Linked DNA regions of Mus musculus: regions 1 and 3 are each linked to region 2. A link is a contact called in public HiChIP or PLAC-seq data. All regions are on one chromosome and are shown on one strand. The core of a region is the stretch at or near the end of the contact, and the rest is flanking DNA. Distances in the headings are between cores, read along the strand shown.

Evidence for each region. HiChIP or PLAC-seq counts read pairs in DNA pulled down with a chosen protein or histone mark.
Region 1: a contact with region 2 is called in a CTCF HiChIP or PLAC-seq map of CD8 T cells, with 13 read pairs. The contact joins two enhancer-like sites. A contact is called at or near these places in 2 of 39 promoter capture datasets (both in liver), 3 of 15 datasets of contacts at CTCF or cohesin (CD8 T cells, embryonic stem cells and liver), 92 of 484 Hi-C or Micro-C datasets (B cells, B-cell progenitors, CD4 T cells and 49 more), 10 of 115 datasets of contacts at active chromatin or transcription factors (CD8 T cells, bone marrow-derived dendritic cells, embryonic stem cells and 3 more) and 3 of 9 other capture datasets (adipose tissue, liver and pancreatic islet).
Region 3: a CTCF HiChIP or PLAC-seq map of CD8 T cells shows a contact between it and region 2, with 12 read pairs. The contact joins the promoter of Mctp2 here to the enhancer-like site in region 2. A contact is called at or near these places in 4 of 39 promoter capture datasets (liver, neutrophils and pre-B cells), 1 of 15 datasets of contacts at CTCF or cohesin (CD8 T cells), 25 of 484 Hi-C or Micro-C datasets (B cells, CD4 T cells, CD8 T cells and 14 more), 7 of 115 datasets of contacts at active chromatin or transcription factors (CD8 T cells, double positive thymocytes, effector CD8 T cells and 3 more) and 2 of 9 other capture datasets (adipose tissue and liver).

Annotation. Positions count from the first base shown.
Region 1 is chr7:72,343,009-72,347,152 of GRCm38.p6, forward strand. No RefSeq gene overlaps it. Among named protein-coding and RNA genes, the nearest start is that of Gm39035, 38 kb to the left of the region's middle. Within about 2 kb of position 1,558, at least 5 of the 459 cell types and tissues checked have an H3K27ac peak or open chromatin away from gene starts, as enhancers often do. A contact at or near this core is called in CD8 T cells, where this site is marked.
Region 2 is chr7:72,238,519-72,242,883 of GRCm38.p6, forward strand. The region is part of intron 4 of Mctp2 (multiple C2 domains, transmembrane 2); the gene reads right to left. Among named protein-coding and RNA genes, the nearest start is that of Mctp2, 66 kb to the right of the region's middle. Within about 2 kb of position 1,698, at least 4 of the 459 cell types and tissues checked have an H3K27ac peak or open chromatin away from gene starts, as enhancers often do. A contact at or near this core is called in CD8 T cells, where this site is marked.
Region 3 is chr7:72,305,234-72,309,752 of GRCm38.p6, forward strand. It overlaps Mctp2 (multiple C2 domains, transmembrane 2), which reads right to left and starts at 1,362. Exons shown (of 23, transcript NM_001024703.1): 1 at 1,238-1,362. Gm39035 (a long non-coding RNA gene) reads left to right here and starts at 1,629. Exons shown (of 5, transcript XR_882214.2): 1 at 1,629-1,806.

The sequences.
Region 1 (4,144 bases), core at 308-2,807, 100 kb after region 2:
AGCTTCTGGGGATCAGAGCCCTCTTCTGGCCTCTTTGGGAATTGTGCTCATGTTCACACTACACACACATAGAAATAATAAAGGCAAGGATGAATGGTGATGATGGTTTATTTAACGAAAGAAAGAGAGGAGACATGCATGAGATTAGAAGAAGAAAGCTTGTTTAAAAGGAATTAAAGACACCAAACAGTATAAGATATTGTGAAATATATGCTTACATTCTTCTTACCTTTCTCTTTTGAGATATATAACAATTTATTTTCAATTGTGCTGGCTATGATGTCAAACACCAGAACTTCTTTCGCCTAAAAAAAACAACATCCCACCTCTTTTAACATACAAAATCTATAAATTCGTCTCTGAAAACTACTGTGTTTCAATTTTATACATTTTTTGTAAATTATCCATCAATAAATTATCATTTATTTCTCATACATGATGACAGTCATCTGCACATTAAAAACAGACATGTCTATTATAGTATAGACACCAGGGAAGCTTTCAACACCAGTTGAAACATCTACATCATCCAGTTGGTTTTCTAGTGTTTTGTTTGTCTGTTTGCTTGATATACATTATTGAAAGCCATTATAAATTTTTGAGAAGGTACTTGACTTAAGAAACTGCACAATAAGTCATATTGTCCATACAAATCAACTCATGTTACTAGACATGAATTTAAAATCCATTATCTGGTAATGGTAATTATTACATTAATTGGTAAGCATCCTAGATATATTTCATAATTTTAATATTGGTATACTTCATATACTTTTGCAGATAGTTTTATTAAGTTTCCATCACTGTAGCAGTTAGTTTGATGTAAAGATTGGACTAAATCTGTGAAAGTCTAGCAAACCTTTACATATTTTATTTTACACACATGAGTATTTGTTTCCATGTATATTCATGCATCATGTGTGGACCTAATGCCCATGATGTCCACAAGAGGGCACTGGTTCCGCCGGAACTGGAGTTAGAGGATGTTGTGATGTGCTACATGGGCTCTGGGAATTGAGTCTAGGTCCTCTGGATGTACAGTTAGTGCTCTAAACCATTAAACTGTCTCTCCAGCACCCCTAAATGATTCAAATTAAATGAATTACCAATGAAAAACCCACTGGCATGCATAATTTTCTATAAATTTTTTCTAAGAAATCTATATTTAAAGCTGTAAAATAATTGTCTCAAATTAAGTCACAAAAGGTAAGAAACATCCATTGAAAGTGTTCTAAAAATAATTTACATTTCAAGCAGTGTGTACATTTCATATATGTCTGCTAACTTAATCTCTTTTTCACTTAAAACCACAAAAGAATACATTATAAAATTACAGAAGAAACATAGCCCACAAAAGGCTGCATACCTTTTACTGGTTTCCATTTCCATTCAGGTCGATATATTTTCTTCTTTCTTTGAGATGCCCTCCTTGGCCTATGCATTATTTAGAAGTGTGTTCTTGGTTTCTAAGTGTTTGGATCGCTTCCTGTTACCTTTCTGTTAATGAGTTTCAGTTTTATTTCGTTGTGGTCAGACAACACATTGTGTCTGACTCCGATGCTTTCAGATTTGCTGAGGCTAATCTGGTTTTCATGAGCAATCAGAGAGTATGGGCAGGGCTAGGGATATAGCTCAGTGATAGAGGACTTGCCTTTTTACCAACCATCACCCACTTTGAAATTGGATTATTTAGGGATGTATTTGTTGTTGAGTTGATTGTTTCTTGCCACATTTGAATATTAACGATGCTGTATCAGATATGTGGCTTGAAAACATTTTCTTCCAAGTGGCAGGTTGCCCCTTTGAATTGTTGATTGTTTACATTGCCAAAGAGACTCTTGTACTTTGTTTATTCCTTCTTGCTTACTCTGTCTTTAGTTACCTGTTCCTTTGGTATTAATACTCAAATAACTGTTTTTCCGATCAATGCAAAGGACTCTGACCCTGTTTGGCTTTGTTGTTTCTTCCTAAGAACTATGTGTTAAGGTCTTTTGTTTGATTCCCCAAGGCATTGTGAGTCGCTGCTTTGTGCATCTGTATTCTGTTATTCTTGTGCATGAAAATACCTAGTTTCCCAGTAATGTATATTGAAGAGATTTTTCATTTTATCTTCTTGATGTCTTTGTCACAATTTAGTTGAACATCTATAAGTGATTTTTATTCCCAGACTCCCTATTTTGTTCTGCTAGTCTATGATGTATATGTTTTACTTCTTTTTTTTTTAAAGCCAGTATCAGGCTGCTTTGATTACTGTAGATTTGTAACTATTGTTGCCTGCATATGAAATGCCCCCAAAAGTCCCTTTCTTGAAGGCTTTGTTCACAATGCAGTATTGTTCAGAGGTGCAGCATCAAGGAAGTGACTGGTTGTTGGGGACATGACTTCCTCATCAGTGGATTCATTCATAAGTCAATGGCATTGTGGGAAAGTGGTAGTAATTAGGTAAGGTCTATTTAAGCCAGTGGTGGCATGCCCTGGGAAGACATACCTTGTCTCTGGCCCTTACTCTCCCTCCTGTGCTTCATGAGGTAGCCTACTCATTCACTATAGTATTCTGTTTAAGTGGTCAAAATCTATGACACCATAAGCCAAGTCAAAATTTGCCTTCCGTAATTAACATGTTTTATCACCATGAGGAACAGCTGAACCTCACGGTGGCATAATCCAAAATCCAAGTCTGTAGTTCCTCTTTTTTTTTTTTTTTGTCAAGGTTTCTTTGTCTGTTGGAAGTTTTTTGAAGTTCTGCATAATTTTTGCTTTATGTATGTATAAATCTATACTAATATTTAATTTCACATAATAAGCTGAATAGAAAAATACGTATGTATTCTATCATCCTATTAGTGACTTTCCCCCTCTCCTGTTGTTTATATATTTAAAATAAATTTCTGATATGGAGAATGGAACCATATTTTGGACCAAAACATCATGATTCATTACTCAATTGCCAGAATTGGTTCCCTAGAGTGTAGACTCTGAAAAATAAAGGGAAAAGGTAGGGCTCTGCAGATTAGCCATTTTACCTAAGTTTACCAAATTGATTTATTTCATTGATCAGAACCCCAGGCTTACAAGGGCCAAATGATGAAACTTTGGCATTGCTACCTCTGCAACAGATCAAACATCCATTTTCACATGGGCTATCTGGTTGGTGGATCAATAATCATTACATGTATTCTCAGGTCTAGAAGGTTATGCCTTCCAGATTTTACACAACTGCTAATAAAAAAACAAGACTTTTCAAGCTGGGCAAAATGGTCCTCACCTGAGATCACCACACCTAAGTGGTAGAGGATTATAAATTCGAGACAAACCAAGATTACATAGTGTGACCTTGTCTCAAACCAAGTACAACAACACAAGTAGCCAATGTGCAAGCCCTGGTGTTTCCTACAATACTAAGGTGATAATGCATGTGAATTATGCTTTCTACGAAGACATTACTGAAATTGGTGGCACCAGAAAAAGCCCTTGATAGATGCAATGGTTGTGAGTCCTCTTTTGTTTTTATTTAACTCTCAAATCTGGCCAGGAGTGATCAATTTTGCATTGGCCATAGAAAATGAAAATGAATTATCCTAAGCTGCACAGGTAATGACTCCAATTGCATTTATTATTTAGGTGTGATCTATTTCAAGAAGGAAATCAATAGAAGTCCTCTTATTGATTCAGTGCAATGCAGTTAATTTCACCTGGCTGAGGATCTAAGAGTACATCTTAACTATCTCTCCCCAGGATAAATTCAGCTGCTTCTATACCATAATTTAGCCTACATAGCTATGACTGTCTTGCTTGTTCAGGAGACACAGTACACAGGTCTGATACACCAGTGATGTCAGCCATTAGACCCTGAGAAGGAATGCTTTGGTCTTCCAAGAATCCATGTATGTCATGGAATAGAAGGTAAATTATACAAAAATATAACAGCATCAAAGGCACCAATAGGCAAAGGCACATCGGTACATTTTTCCAAATTAGAAGACAAGTTATACTACTTTGCACTGGGTACTTTTATAAACACAACCGACACGTGGAAGCACACTTAAAATAATCAGGAGTACATCTGCAGCTGGGTGAAATACATGATCATGTTCTAAACACCAGGAACTGTGAATGGGACCCACGTAGAACAGGGGATCTTTTT
Region 2 (4,365 bases), core at 448-2,947:
CAGCATCCCCCAGTGGGCCCTCAGAAATGGGAAAACACAAAGACTTTTAGGACCAGCATGTCTTGTGGGATCTATGCAGGATGACAAGGGGGCCCAAACTCAGCTGTGTTCCTTTGTGTTACTGTTTTAACAAGCTCTGACACGGTCAGGCATGAAGAAGACACCCAAAGCCCTGGATGGGGTTTGCATCCAAGCAAGCCTTCAGGTTTGCTTCTGACAAGGCAGCCCATAGGTTTTTGTCCTGCTGCACATTCACAGTGAGGATCTCATGCCATCTGGTGTTCAGAGAGGGTATTGCCAGCAAGAAGCAGAGTTGAGAGCTTGCAAAGTCAAAAACTGGGGAGGTATAGATGCAGTGCACTGTGATGCACACCTGACTCTTGCACTAAGGAACACATCGGCAGAAATCCAGCTGAAGCTGAGAAAGCACCGCTGGAACGTATGGCACCTGTGTGTATAGTCATTGAAAAGAGACAGTCTAGTCATTAGGGAAGGAAAGATTTCTTCTAGTTCATATAAAAGTAGTTTTGGGAAAAAAAGCTAAGGTTTTTTGGGGGGGGCTCCGAAAATTGGGAAAAAATAGAGACAGATGAAAGATACAAATGGAAAATGAAAAGAAAGAAAGGAGAGAGAAAGAGAGAGAGAGAGAGAGAGAGAAAGGAAGGAAGGAAGGAAGGAAGGAAGGAAGGAAGGAAGAAAGAAAGAAAGAAAGAAAGAAAGAAAGAAAGAAAGAAAGAAAGAAAGAAAATACATCAGACAGACAGGGAAGATGTTTGGGTTAATGTGACTGATGCAAGGAACCAGAGCCTGTCTAGATGTGGAAATGGAGGGAGGTAGTCTTCAGAACAGGAAGTAAAAACTAACAACATTTTCACAACAGACACATCACAATCCCATCTGTGCACACTGTAGGAGCACACAATCCCAGCAAACTGTAGGAGCAAAGGCCATTCCACACAGAAGAGGATTTGCAAAGATGAAAGGCCAAATCTCAACACACATATTTAAATGTCCAAAATTATTGATGCAAACACTACTTTAAGCAAACAGAGAATAGGGCTTTTCCTCTACCCAATTAACAAAGTTATTCTACAGTCAATGAAGGTAATAGAAGTGAGCCCCCTCATTGCTTCTGATGAGAATAAGCCTTGCTGGGGAGCAAACTGTCACTTGGGTAATGAGGACACTGAGCAAGTCAGGTGATCATGGGACTGGACAAAATCGATGCAAATCTATAACTGACTTGCAAAGAAGCTATGGCCAAAATTGTACACACAGTTGAAGACATGGGCCCATATGTGGAAGCATGGTTTGCAATATTAAAACTTCAGGGCCAACAAGATGGCTCAATGAATAAATATATTTGCCACACAAGCTTAATAGCCTGAGGTCAATCCCCAGTACCAGTACAAGGAAGGAACTGACGGCCACAAAGTTGTCCTCTAAATTCCACATACTTGCTGTGGCATACATGTGTTTACACACATCATGGGAACACACACACTCATGTGAGTATACACACACACATCTATAAACATTAATAATAATAATAATAATAATAATAATAATAATAATAATAATAATAATAACTAATGACATCACAAAGAAAACTACTAGCCCTCAATAATAGCAGGAGTGATGGTTAAGGCCCTCTGGTGGTTGTGGTGAATTTCATTTTCTCCTTTGCAATACCCAAGAGTAGCCAGAAGAGGGCACCAGCTACACAGTATTCTTTTATGTCACCGCTGAGGACTTGGGTAACTGGTTAGCCCCCACATCAAGGGAAAACAAGTTTTAATGTAGACGATGTTAACTTCCAGAAATTAGTGATGTAGGCTATGAGAGGGCATGAGATGAGAGTTTTACCAGGGTCAAGAGACTTCATCTGTACTAGACATTCCAGTCTCCTGTGAGTGGAAAAGGTAAGGCCTGAGCTCTAGCAGCTATGATACCAAACACCACCACAGTCACATTCCTTTCTATGGGAAACTGAGGCAGGATCTAATGGACTCCACACACCAAACAAGTTACGAAGCAGTTGTACTGAAAATAGATACTTGTGTTATATCCGTTCAGCTTTAATTCTCAATGACCTAAAACACTAGACTGACTAGGGCCACACCCAATACACAAGATGCAGTTTTTCAGACCAAAAGTAAGAAGGAAATATGGGGTATAAAGGAGGAGAATAAATGTCATAAAAACGTGAATGGAGAACAAGGAGGGGGAGGGGGCCAGAGAGAAACAAACCATTACTGAGTGGGAAATGACCAGGATGCTTCTCCCAAAAGACTGAACTCAAGACCACGCCCAGACAACGTGCACCATCTGAGGCCCATGCCACAGCAAACAAAGCTGTCTGCCAGAAAAAGAAAGGAAAGGAATCCCTTAGTTAGCTACAGCATGCCCATTGCTGGGGATGCTGTGGTGTGGTCAGAGGGACGTTAGAAATCCAAAGAAAAGTCTACACTAGAAACAACCCTGCCGAGGCCGTCTCTGGTATATGTCCAGATTTCTAGAGCTATGTAGTTAAAGCTCTGGGTATCACATGACACTATTCTTATGTCCATAATTATTCATGTTTACCAGATGAAAAGGAGGAATGGAGGGGGGAGAAGGAATGGAGAGGGATAGAAGAACGAAGGGGAGGGGGGAATAGAAGGGGGAGAGAAGGAGAGAGAGAGAGGGGAGGGAGGGGCACCACAAGAAGACCAACAAGCATCACATAAGCTGGTCCTGGGTGGCAGCTGCATGCCACAGGACACCAGCACCAAACCTGCTCAGCATCCTGAGCCGCGGTGCCTTACTGAATCTTTCCGAAGAATACACGACAACTCTGTGTAGTAATGAACTTCGTAAAAACGTCCCAGAAAAATCTCAACATTGTCAAAGTAGAAGCAAAAGACTCAACATCCGCAGGTTGCAGTTCTCAGCCCTGGCCAACAGAGGCACTAGAGAGCCTTGGAGGCTCCTCTCCCATTGACTCCTGTGGGTGGGGTCAAGACCCCTCCCCACCTCCAAGTACAGCTTTGTACTTTCCTGATGTTGTCTGAGCAGTATTCCCCTGAAACTGAGTTTTCACCCGACTACCCTGGAGAAATACCAAAACGATGACTTTGGGTTGCCTAATATCTCCAGATGCTAAAGCAGTAGTTTGTCCTTTTACCAAGTTACGACCTAGACAGTTCTATTGAAAGCATGGACTTCAAACCTAGATGACTGCTTCACAACACATCTGCATTGTTCTAGCACTGGTTACAGCCACTATGCTATTGAAAGACTGGTTTTGGAGGATGAATCCAACCATTAGATCATAATATTGTTGCAGACCAAGGTCAGAAACTTAAATAGCTGGGTTCAATCTATCCCAATGTCTAGTTTGTATTTCTCTAGTTTATGTTAATGCAGTCTTAGCAGAGCATTACCATGTTCGTTTGCGTATGAATTCTTTATAGGTATCGGTTACATGGCGTACAGTTAAATGGCTGTAACTTGTGGGTCTTGAAGCCTAACATAATCAATAGCGGGCCTTGTATATGAGTTGTTTGAGAGCCTACATCTAGAGAGAAAACTTCATAAGCAGGAATGATTTTGTACAAATTTAAAACAAATGCTGAGCTCTTTAGTAAAAAAAAAGAGTGATTCACCAAAAAATAACTTCGGTCACCAAAACCTACAGAATAAAACTGCACTGAAATTAATCTTCTAGCTGCTCCCCTGAGTTGAAGGGGAACTAAAGCATTTGAATACAGTGCAAAGCCCCCACTGTAACTGAAAGTTAGTATCTGATCAATTAGATGCATGTAGGTTTTCACATTAAAAATTAAATTTGCTAGAGAGATGGCTCAGTGGTTAAGAGCACTGACTGCTCTTCCAGAGGGCCTGAGTTCAATTCCCAGCAACCACATGGTGGCTCACAACCATCTGCAATGCGGTCTGATGCCCTCTTCTGGTGTGTCTGAAGAGAGCAATGCTAAATACATAAAATAAATAAATAAATCTTTTTAAAAAATTAAATTTATTATAGCACTCAATAAAAAAGAAAATACAAATACACTTCTCTCTTGTGAATAATGACTACACATTCTCCAGTAATAAAGGATGAGCCTGAAGAACACTCTGTTACGTGAAATGAGCCAGGCTCAGTAAAGTAAATGCTCTATGCTCTCGTTTATATGTAGAATTTCAGAGAAATTGAGAGTAGAAGGGTGGATACCACAGGACAAGAAGAATATGGGGAAAAGAGAGGGGGACAGAGGCTAGTCACGGGCATAAAGGCACTGCTGGTGGGGCAAGAAGTTGTGGGGCTGTGTTACCCGGTAGAGTGAGTATAACCAACAGTAACACATAACATGTTTTAAACAG
Region 3 (4,519 bases), core at 112-2,611, 66 kb after region 2:
CTACTATGTGTATTTTATGCCATAAGATGAAGTGTCTGTTTATATAATTGGGCCCTATTTACCTATAGAACCCTTTATATAATTGGTCCTCATTAATTCTTAACTTTATTTACTGACAGGTTTCATCATTATTTTCAATGTGGCTTATGCCACACTCCTTTAAGACTTACATTTTCCCTATATGGCACCTTTTACCTGAGGTGACCATACTGAAGCAATCATCAATGTGGCCCCAGGCTTTTCTAAACACCACCTGTAAGCTGTAGACATTCTAGGACCCTCCCTTCCTTTGTCTCAACACCTGGCTACCAAACACTAGCTCAGCCTCTTCTTTAGATGGCTTGCCTTTAGCAGGTGTACAATATTTGTTTAATTGAATTGCCACTGACCCAGTCAAGGCCTTGAATACTGATTGTATCATCATCCAGAGACCCCAAAGAATAAATCGTGACTGCATTTTCATATGCCTGGAGAAACCAAAGCTCTAATGCCCCAGGGTTCACGGAGCAGCTCTTTAGCACCTAAAATGTCTGAAGGCTTGTAGCTTGGAGGGCACGCAGGATCCAGCATCCAGGTGCAGCTGGGATCCTCATACCGCAGAGGAGCTAGTCCATTTACAGAGAAAACTCATCTTGTGAAATCTGAGCTTTATTTAACAACTGGACAGCGTAGACAACGTTAGGGAACGAACTGCAGAAACATTCGTTTTGCAAATTCATTTCAATCGTCATCACTTTTGCTTTGTTTGATAATGTGGCTGAGAGCTCATAACCTATGCTTACTCTAAGGTTTTTCCACAGTCCTGGAAGTGAGCAAATGCCAACGCAAAGACAGAAACGCGAGTCTCTACATCTTCAGGAACTCGGAATGCACCAGAGCCCATCCAATCAAAGGACTGACCTCTACAAAGTCCAGATTCGGGAAGCAATGGGGTGATAACTCCACCGGACTCCGGGAAGCCCTGCTGTGCGGCCTTTAAAATGTTAAGAAACGCTGTGACAGACTGCCAACACAAGTTCGCCAACACTTCATGCTTGTCTCTGGGCCAAAAGACACTTCTCTTAACCCCCAGCCGGCAACCACGGGTTAGGAATGACATTAAATCCCATCCCCGGACCCTAAAATCGGTAACTTCCCATTTTGGCTAAAAGCAGAAAGAAGTCTAGCCTCAGTATCAGACTGTTCAGGACCCTGCTACCCTGCCCATACGCATGACCAGGTGACCCACCAATCTCACCTGTCTGAGGCTGAGTCCCCAGGCCAGCACAGGGCGGCGGGCGCGCGCCCCTCACTTGCGTGGGATCCAGCGTTGCTGTCCCTTATGGCTGTGGTCACTGCTCGGGAGAACACCAAGTATCCCTGATGCAAAGGACACAGGAGCTTCCCAAGAGCCGCGGGACTTCCTCGGCCACCCCCTTGTGAGCCCCGCCTTAAAGGGGAGGAGGCGGTCGCGTCACCTTGGAGCCGCCTCCCAGCTAGCGCGGGGGCAGCTGCGGGTGACTCTTCCAGGTGTGACACGAAGGAGTTTGGGCTGTTCGCTAGGCTAGCTGGGCGTGCAGAGCGCGATTACTCCGAAATCATTCGCTTGGATTGGCTCACGGGGGAGGAAGGTGTGTCCTAAAAGTCAAAAGGAAGGAAACAGGAGTGTAGTCTTGCAAACTTGCAGTTACTAAACACTTTTTCTTCACGGAGGCTCCGAAGATCTCACAGTGCTCCTAGTCCGTTCCTAAAAGACCACCAGGCAGAGAACAGCTTCCGTTTTCACTACCACAACCCTAGGAACCAAACCTAGGAAACCTGTGCCATGTGAGTGAGGGTGGCTGGAAGTCACTCACCCAGATCTGTTGGGCCTTGTCCCCTTCTCCAAGGATGAGCTGCTCTGTGGTCTGGGAGTTGTTCTGAGGACTCTGAGACTTAAAGACACTCGCTTGAGATTTTGATCCTCGGGTGCTCAGTAAATACTTGCCTTTTGAATTTTTGTGCTTCCCCCCCCTCCCCGCCCCTGTCTTGCTCCCTTCTGGCTTTGTCGGTTTTGCTGCCCCCCACCCCCACCCTTACCCCACCCCCACCCTACTCCCATTTTCATCCTGTGCTCTGAGAGCCTATGGGTGGCTACAGAAGACTCTGGGAAGATCGGGAATCACCTTTCCTGGGAGCAGTAGTTTTGAGAAGAGATACAGGAGTTTCTGAAATGGTAACCTAGCTGTGGGACAGATTTAGCATTCTATAGGCTGCTGTGAGGATAGGAAATCTGTGACGCCAGGGGAGTGTGATTGGTGCAATTCTGAGCTCTGAACTCAGAAAGCCCTAGAATCAAATCCTGGCCCAACAACTAACTGTACCTAGGCAGATCACCCAGGGATTAGACAGCAACCTTCCCTCTAATAAATCTCAATTTAAATATAACTAGCTCATAGGGTCTGAGAAATTCTAAAGCTAGTACCCAGCCTCTGGTCCACATCAACCATTCAGTAAAGATAAGGTAATGACTAAGTCTCTTAGGTGGGAAGTTAGGAGGGGTGAAAAAGAAGGAAAGTATTTGACTGTAGGAAGAAATAGTGAAAGCCACTGCCTGGACTTGAAAAGTCCACTAACTCAATAGCCAGAAGTGAGGAAGTCAACTTTGCCCTCGTCTAGATGCATGCAATGGGATACTTGATCCTATTTAATATGTACAAGCTTTTGAGACAGGTCATAATATTTCTGATTTAAAACAAAGACATAGTCCCAGACTCTGCTTGAAAGCCTGGATTGAGGTCCCAGAAGAGTCCAGCAAGCAAAACAGGGTGTATCCACTACCCTGACGGTCCTACACCCTCTAGAGAGCAAAGTTAATGGGAGAAAGTCAAGAGAACAGCAGCCTATTAAAAGCAGCAGCTGTTCCTTTAAAGCTGACTAAAGATACAAATGAATTAAGACACTAAACAAAGCCTCACAAGAGACTTTTGTCTTTATCTCCCGCCCCAGTGAAGTTCCTGTTCTGCGGTTCCTGCAGCCCAACCATAAGCTGAAAATGGCTCCCAGCCTTTTGCAAGCATCAATGCTATAGAAAGCGAAAGGGCTACAGACAGAGATGTCTAAGGTGATATCTTCTGCTTGCACCCGCAAAGATGAGCTATCCTGCTCCCTCCGGACCCCACCCCCAGGGGAGTGGACCTTCTGATGTTGGTTTTGTCTTTACCTGTCCTAAGGTATTACCTGCCTCCTCTCAGTGGATTGCACTCTGAGAATCATTCTCTTATTTTAGTACTTGAGTTTTCCTACCTGACCACTCATGGCTACAGTTACAACTCTAATCATGGCTACAGTTAAAACTCTATGTGGCTGATCAATTTTTAATTTGCTGCTGTTATTTTGAATCTCTTGATTTAAGCAGGTTGTGAACCGAGTCTTACTTTATGGGCACTGATCAATGATGTAATTGTTGTTACTTTCAAAAAGTAAAACCTCCCAAGTTTATAATAGGCAGCCTGTTCTCTCTGGCCTTCATAATTCATAGCAGCAATAAGGTATGTGGCTATTCAAGAAATAGCCCCTGTGGTCAGTGACACTGCAGAAGCCGAGATTTCCCACTTCTTGATAAACATCTTTCTTACATTAGGCAATGGATGCCTGGCTGCAGGACAATCTCCTTAAAGCTCTTCGTTTTTTAAATAAATGTCTAGTGCAAATACATGTTCTGTAGGGTCCACATAATCAGAAAATCTAGAATTTTGACTCTTCCCTGCCCCAAGGGGCCATAGTGGATCCCCATGGTCTTTTTAGCTAAGCCAGTCATGGTATCAAGCTATCAACCCAGCCCAAATCCAGAGAGAAGGCCAAGGCTAATCTTAGAAGTTCAAATCTGCTTTTTACCCAATCGAAAGCTTCCATGGCTCTGCTCGTGATGCCAGTAGTGACTAGCCCTTGGCCTCCATTATCATTCCCATTTTCCTTCATTGCAGTTTCTCAGTATTCCGGGAACAATGATGGTAGAAGCTGAAAAGCAACTGAGGTACACATATCTGTCAGGATGCAGACTATGGGAAAATGTATTCTGTTGTCCAAGTGCCAGATGTGTATAGTATACCAAGGGAGTGGTACTCACTTTGTTACATGGTACTGAGAAAATGGCCACCTTTTATGGCTAGTGCAAACAGTTTTTGCTATTCTATTTACTCAAGGAGAGTTTTCTATTGTATAATTGTCATTTAGTCCTCTTTGCCCAGGAGCAGGTGTGGAAACCTTTTAGTAGGTCACTCCTACCTAGCTCCAGTACTTGACAGCTGTCTTCCCCCCACCCCCACCCCCAAAGCTTCCATCCTCCAAGGTAAAGGAGGAACCCTCATAGAAAATGAATTATTTACAAAGCATAGCACAAAACTTTTCTCCTGAACCCATCAATAGAATTTAGGATAATTCTACATAGCACATTATCGCAACTACCTAGACATGATTAACTAAAAATGGTCACAGGTAATAAGGTGCTCAAAATCAGATTTTATGGATGGTGTGAATGAGAATTTGATGGGCGAGATAA